Regions from separate parts of the Zea mays genome. Here region 2 is linked to region 1. Evidence: chromatin contacts called from public HiChIP or PLAC-seq data. All regions are on one chromosome and are shown on one strand. Each heading gives the region's core, a stretch centred on a gene start, on an enhancer-like site or on the middle of the called end of the contact. The rest is flanking DNA. Distances are from core to core; before and after follow the strand shown.

Region 1 (3,309 bases), core at 515-3,014:
GGGGATTGAGGGGGTTTCAGTAAGTCAAAATTCTCTCCAATCCGTATCAATCCCCTCCAATACATATGAAGTGAAAATAACAGAATAAGACCTTAGGGGGATGTAATGTGCTGATCGATCCTACATCTCGTCTTGCGGCTTGTATGTGATATCTTAGTCCATGAGATGGTGATATTCTGGCTCAAGGTTTAATAGAATTAATAGAGTACTCATATCAACAAGATGCATCTTCGGAAGCCTGTCTCGAAAGAACCTTCAAGTTAAGCGTGCTTAGCTTTTAACAATTTGGGATGGATAACCGACTGGTAAGTTTTCTCGGGTACACATGAGTGAGGACAAAGTGTGCACAAAAGACTCGTGTTGGTCTATGGAGACAATATACGATTCTAGCGAGCTGTCAGAAGTAAGTACCACCGGTTCATAGATTGGACAGGGTGTTACATTATATCCATGTATTTTTGGATGGTCATATCTGAACACACACGGGTTCCAGTATCTTTTGGTAGCACCTAGCCCAAGCAACAGCTAACAGGGGGCATCCTATGTACACGAGATGATAGTGCTTGAGTGTGTCAACAGTGATAGCGTCATATTATTTGTTTTCCTACACGCCGATGTGGTTTTATTTGTCAAAAAATTAAAATAGCAGTGGAAAAAGTAATTAGCTGGATCACCAACAGATAATTAATAGTGTGCACCGCTAGCAATCAATATTTCAAAAGAAATTTTGCCACTCTATTTATGGCACTTGTGCAACTAGATATCTTTATATCTTACACATAATTCACAAATACAAAGAAGCTCTATATTGATGGTTTGTAAGCCATTTGTATTGTCGTTTTTAGAACCGCCAAGGGTTAGTAGAAATGTTTCTTTTCACATGTGGTTAATTAATTGAGAACCACCTGTACAAATCTTTTTTTACTGTGGAAAGATGTTTCCATTTGGGGCCAGCCATTTTATTTTTACTGGTGTTCGATAACCAAAACTGTCAGTAGAAATTAGACCTCACCTCAATCTTAGAGTTGTTTTGTACCATTGATTGTTAATAGGGTATACAATATAAAATAGGAAATTAGCATAAATAAATTTATTTATGAATAGAACTTAGACAAGAATATTCCACTCGCTATACGTGATTTGGTTGGATCAACAGTACTGTAGGTAGATACTAATCATAGCCACATATGCAAACGAACTTTATAAGTGTATTTGAAACGGACAGCTATAGGTTGTTAGAACATATTTTGTACTATATAGAGTATAAGGTGAGATTTACGCTACACTAACTAGCTCTTGCTTGTCAGCAGTCTCACGTATAAACCATGATAAATAATAACGTCTCAAAATGGTCATGACGTGCATCATACATACACGTACATACATACAAAATATGTACGTGTGTGAACAAATGCTAACAAAAAGATATGATGAATCTAACAGAAATTAGGTGGTATCTCTTTGGTATATCAGTAAGGGTATACGAAAACACGAGCACACACACTTGAGTATATGCTTGCAACCCATAAACGTCTAAAAAAACAAAACAACCCCTGTGAAAATGCACGCTTGCAGCCCATAAACATCTAAAAAGCCAAAACAACTCCGGGGAAAAGCTTTTGCGGGTGTGTGCGCATGTGTGATGGCGGGAGGTAAGCCGGCCAGCCCCACGCAGTCGGTGGACCCAATCCTCAGACGCTTCACGACACCGCTTTGCCTGCTGCGTGAGCTTGTGCTTGCCCCCTGCTCCCATCCGTTGTACCCTTTCTCTCTCCTCCTCTCTGTCTCTTGCTCCGAGCTGTATATAAAAATACTCCCTCTCCTGTATATTTCCCGTGTGCATAGGCGCAGGGGGGAAAATTCCAGAAATTGATTTATAGTGGGGCATATTAGATGTGGGAGAGGAAAGCAGCAGGAGAGAAGAGAGAGAAGGAAAAGTATGACAAGGAAATGAGAGAAATGGGAGAACAGCCTTCTTAGCCTCTCCCTCCATGCATCCTCTCTCCACCACTGCTATCTCTCAGTAGCAAGAGCAAAGCAAGAGGAGAGCGAGCTAGCGGTACCAGGGAGAGAGTGAGGTATAGAGAAGAAACAAACCCAGTCTAATATTTTTTTCCTGCTAAATATATTTGTCTCTCTGTATGTTTGTGTCATATATGAGTCTGCGGGTGTGGGTGTTTGCGAGCTTTTGTTGTTTTGCTTTTTTACTTGTTTTGAGTGCAACTGTTTGTTTGGATTTCCCTGTTCTCTTTGTTCTTTTGTTAATCTCGGAAGAGTCCTAAGCGGCCGATGCCTTAGCTTGGAGTTTTTCTCGGCTCCTTGTGGATTTGTTTCTTGTTTCAGATCAGTTCCAAGCACATACATATGAGAAGGTACAGCCATCACTCCCCTCAGGAATTTCGGGGCCTCTCCTCTTCCGGTCTTTATCTCCTTGGTTCTGTCGGGCTCTTCCTCGATTTGTCTCCGGATCGGAGGAACGGCAAAAATCTTTCTCGTCTCGCCCCCATGGTCGCCGCTCGCATGCTGTGTGTGTCATGTGCTGCCTGGAGATACTCGCGCTCTTTTTGCCGTTGTTGATTGCCATGCCTGTCTCACTTGGTAAGTCTTGCTTGTTCCAGCGAAGAAGGGGAAGGACGAAGAACACTGCCGACCCTATTCCTAGCAACGGGCCAAAGCGACCAGCTGCAGGAAGGAGAAGCAGTGTTGGCGCGTTCGAGCTGGTGGTGCCAGGATAAATCGGGAGGAAGTGATGGCATCGAATTCATCGGCGGCGTTCTTTGGTGTTAGGGATGGGGACCAGCAAGACCAGATTAAGCCGCTGATATCACCGCAGCAACAGCTGGCAGCGGCGCTGCCCGGTGTGGCAGGCGGTGTTCCTGCGGCGTCCGGCCAAGGCGCGCCGCCGGCGCAGCCACCGCCCAAGAAGAAGAGGACTATGCCTGGTAATTTATTACGCAACGCAAGTACCCCCCTCCCCTCCCCCTTTTGATTCCGGTCGTGCATGCACACTGCATACAGGTCAGGCCTATGCTGCCTGCGCGCGAGAGATCTCGCTCGTCTGGATCTATTGGAGTTTTATGAGTTGGATGCTGACACCAGGAGCATCTTCTTCTCTCATATGCACTCGGTTTCTCTTTCCATGTCTTCTTGGTTTCTTCACTTCTTGTCTGTGTGTGTTTCTCTTGATTCGTGATCGCTGCTCTCTACACTGCGTAATTAATATAGTTCCGAGAGTTGTTGCCTGGTTTTTCAACGCAGATCGATGTGTGCAAACTACAGCCTGTTTTTTTCACTGGGAACTGGATTTTA
Region 2 (3,420 bases), core at 68-2,567, 91 kb before region 1:
TCACAAAGAAATTACTCCTGGTCATCCATAGAGCTCGGGGAAGATTCGATTCCTCCATTCCTAACTGGCTTCAGCAATGGCAGTCCTAACTAACCCTTCCCTTGTGTAATTTGGCTAACTGTATGCTCTAAACTGTAATTTCTCAGTATTAATAAAATTTTCAGTAGGGGTTCCCCCTCCCGTCCTCTCAAAAAAAAAATATAACTTGTCGTCCCACGACTAAGGCCATGTTTGGTTTCTTTAGTCTAGGGACTAAAGTTTAGTTAGGTGACTAAAGTTTAGTCCTTAACATGTTTGGTTTTATGGGCTAAAAATAGTAAGAATATACTAAATGACTCATAAGAAGACTAAAATGACATTTAACATTCTCCTGCTATTAGTACAATTGAACTAAATGAGGGGTAAATGTGGAATTAATATGGTTAATCCCTTTTAGCACATATGTGAAGGACTAAAGACTAAATTATTTTAGTCCATATTTTAATCCTAGTATTTGGCAAAAAAGTGACTAAATGAGACTAAAAACTAGAGACTAATCTTTAGTCACTCTAACCAAACACGCCTTAATTGCAATGGAATCCAGATGGGAATCCTCTCTCCCGTTGACAGTAAAAAAAATTAAATCAATGGAGACTAAACAAAGCCAAGCCCCTCTAAATAAAATATCCATGGACGTACAGCTAAAGAAGAAATTTTGAAGCTTTCAGACCCTTTTCAGGGCTACTGTACCTTAACAATGCCACTGCCGTCTGTTGATCAGCCGCGAGCGGGACGCGACGTGCTGAAAGAAACGCTTTGAACCTCACTTCGCATCACTGATCAGTACGTACACGCAGTCAGTACTCTCACATAGTCTCATCTCATGCCACAGATCACCAGCTACACGTACATAGTACTATCTGCCATACAGCAGCGCAATGCATGCTTCAAGAAAGGAACAAATGATATAGGCGTATTCCGGTACCATTGTCTCGTCTGGACGTACGTCATGAGACGAGCGCGGTGACGTGCGTCCCTGGAGAAGCTCTATTTGCAAGCTTGCTACGCATGCATCTTCAGATATTCCTGCTTGCCTTCGCTCACAAGGCAGGACTGCAAACTCTCTCTAAAAGAGGAAACAAAGGTTCCTATTCCCTGGTTATTCCTTCCTTCCGTTTCCCGTCCTGCTCATGGATACGAACCCTAGAATGCCCTCCGGGATAATCTGCTGGCCTTGAGGCTGACATCTCACGAGAGAGAGAGAGAGAGAGAGAGAGAGAGAGAGAGAGAGAGAGAGAGAGAGAGGCGGGACCATATAGCGTGTACAGAGGTCACAAGTCTACAAGACTACAAAACTACAACAGGGTCTCTCTCATCACTCTCCCTCTCCCTCTCTCTCTCTCTGTGTCTCTCTCTCTCATTTTTATTCAGCCACGCGTTTCTCTCATCTGTATTTCTTATATGCAGCCGGCCGGATAATGCACGTTAATAGACAACGACAACTTGCACATTATTTCCTGTTTATTGTCACTGCTGAATGCAACTTGCCTTTTGAGAAAACATCTAAAACTTACTGTATGAATGTATATTGCATGCCGCTAGCCAAGACAATACCTGAAACACAGAATCGGTTGCATGCTTGAGAAAGACCTGCTCAGTTCCAGTAATATGATAAATCACCCGGTGGCATAATCAGGTTCCAATTCCAGACAATCCTCATTTTTCAAAGGGATTTTCATTTTTCAAAGAAAATTAGTTTATTTTCCCTTGAAAAAATGAAGCTGAAAAACTAGCCCTAACATATATATGCCATCAGAGTCTGACTTTTTGCCCAGCAGTCACCCTATCTGATACAAATGGAGGCATTACAGTTTTTACTGCTCGAAAACTGATAGATACACAGTGCCTGCCTGGTCTCAAACCTATCTAGGGACTAGGGCAAACCACACCCGGAAAGCAACCATCTGAGGAGAATCTCAGGGGGGTCCGGTGGTGGGCCCTCCAGGGCTAGCACACAACAGTGAACCCACATTCTTCTGCAGCCACAGCCGTGCTATCCTACAAACAAAACGCCAAGCACGTACCGCGCGCACACACAGAAGCACATGACACATGTATAGATGCTACCCGGATAGCTAGCATTACGATTACTGTGCACCTCACGTTGATGCACACATAAGCATCTCTCTCTCTCTTCGGTCGTCTTCCAAGTACTCTAAATCGAAACAAAACCATCGTATCATGTTGGAATTTATGTCCTTGGAACAGGCCATCTGTCGCTCGCTTAAACTAATGCTCACAGGACTGTGAAGGCGTGTGTGATTTGATGTGCATGATTTGGTGTGTGCGCGAGCAGCAGGCGGCGGCAGCAGATGGAGTACAGCGAACACCGCGGCCCAAAAACCTGATGCCCCAAGCAGCGAATGTTTTGTTATGTTTAAAAGCGATCGATCCGTGAGTCATGAGACTCCTGTCGGTGAACAACAACCGGATGATACAGCAGTCGTCGCCACCTCCATCTCTCTCACGGAATTCCCTCACCTAATGCGCAGCTGCCTCTCGCTCGTTGCTGGGTTAGCAGCATAAACTTAATTGAGCGTTCTAGATTTGGTGCCCAGCTGAGATTGGGAAGCAGACGAAGAGGTGTGTTCTTTTTTACGTATATCTATCTATTGTACATTTTCAGGACAGCCTGGGCGTAGATTAAATAGGGTTTGGTGACGGCCACAGCTTGACTTGATTGACTAGGTTAGTGCCTATTATTAGGCTAGCTCCAGATGATTGACCCGGCCGGTACGTACATATATCATCGGTGTGGTGTATAGTATAGGGCGGCTTAACAAATACATGCCTTGTCATTTGACGCGTTTGTTTGGCAAATATAATCTGAGCTACGTACTAGTTTATTTATAGCCTACTCGTAGCGGCCGGGCAGATTTCATTGTTGCTAATTTATTCACGGACGGACACCCACGCACACTGTCGTTGGTTATCAAGCGCAAACCCTGCATGCATCCTTTTATAACCCCACATATGTTTCTTAGAATTCGATTTTAGTCTCATATGTTGTTGATGCTTCTTTTTTTCTTATCCCCTCTTAACCATACGCGTTTGTTGATGCCTTTTCTTCTTCTTAGAATTCGATTTTAGAACTATTTCTGGGGATACATGATAACCCCCTCCCCAAAAAAATTGCCCCTTGAATTCTCTCCAATGTAATCCTTTCTTTATCATCTACATTGGCATGACTCGCCGACAAATGGGCCCCGCCCTCCAGCCTCACACGCTCTTGCTTTAACTCACCGACGCTGTCAGGCGAGCCCCATGCTCTAGATCCTTCTCCCAGCTTGTGTTTGCCCCCAATATATTTGGCAACTAATTTACCTTATTTATTAGTGAGCACATAAGATGCATCAAAAGTTTTAAATGAAATGTTATGCT

What was found. HiChIP or PLAC-seq counts read pairs in DNA pulled down with a chosen protein or histone mark.
Region 2: an H3K4me3 HiChIP or PLAC-seq map of leaf shows a contact between it and region 1, with 4 times the contacts expected there. The contact joins the enhancer-like site here to the promoter of LOC542199 in region 1. A contact is called at or near these places in 5 of 25 Hi-C or Micro-C datasets (ear, endosperm, leaf and 1 more) and 1 of 3 datasets of contacts at active chromatin or transcription factors (leaf).

What each region holds. Positions count from the first base shown.
Region 1 is chr2:18,525,216-18,528,524 of Zm-B73-REFERENCE-NAM-5.0, reverse strand. LOC542199 (naked endosperm1) reads left to right here and starts at 1,764. Exons shown (of 4, transcript NM_001351719.1): 1 at 1,764-2,078; 2 at 2,619-2,942. The coding sequence starts at 2,750.
Region 2 is chr2:18,615,323-18,618,742 of Zm-B73-REFERENCE-NAM-5.0, reverse strand. No RefSeq gene overlaps it. Among protein-coding and RNA genes, the nearest start is that of LOC103648451, 35 kb to the left of the region's middle. Within about 2 kb of position 1,317, at least 17 of the 20 cell types and tissues checked have an H3K27ac peak or open chromatin away from gene starts, as enhancers often do. A contact at or near this core is called in ear, endosperm, leaf and 1 more, where this site is marked.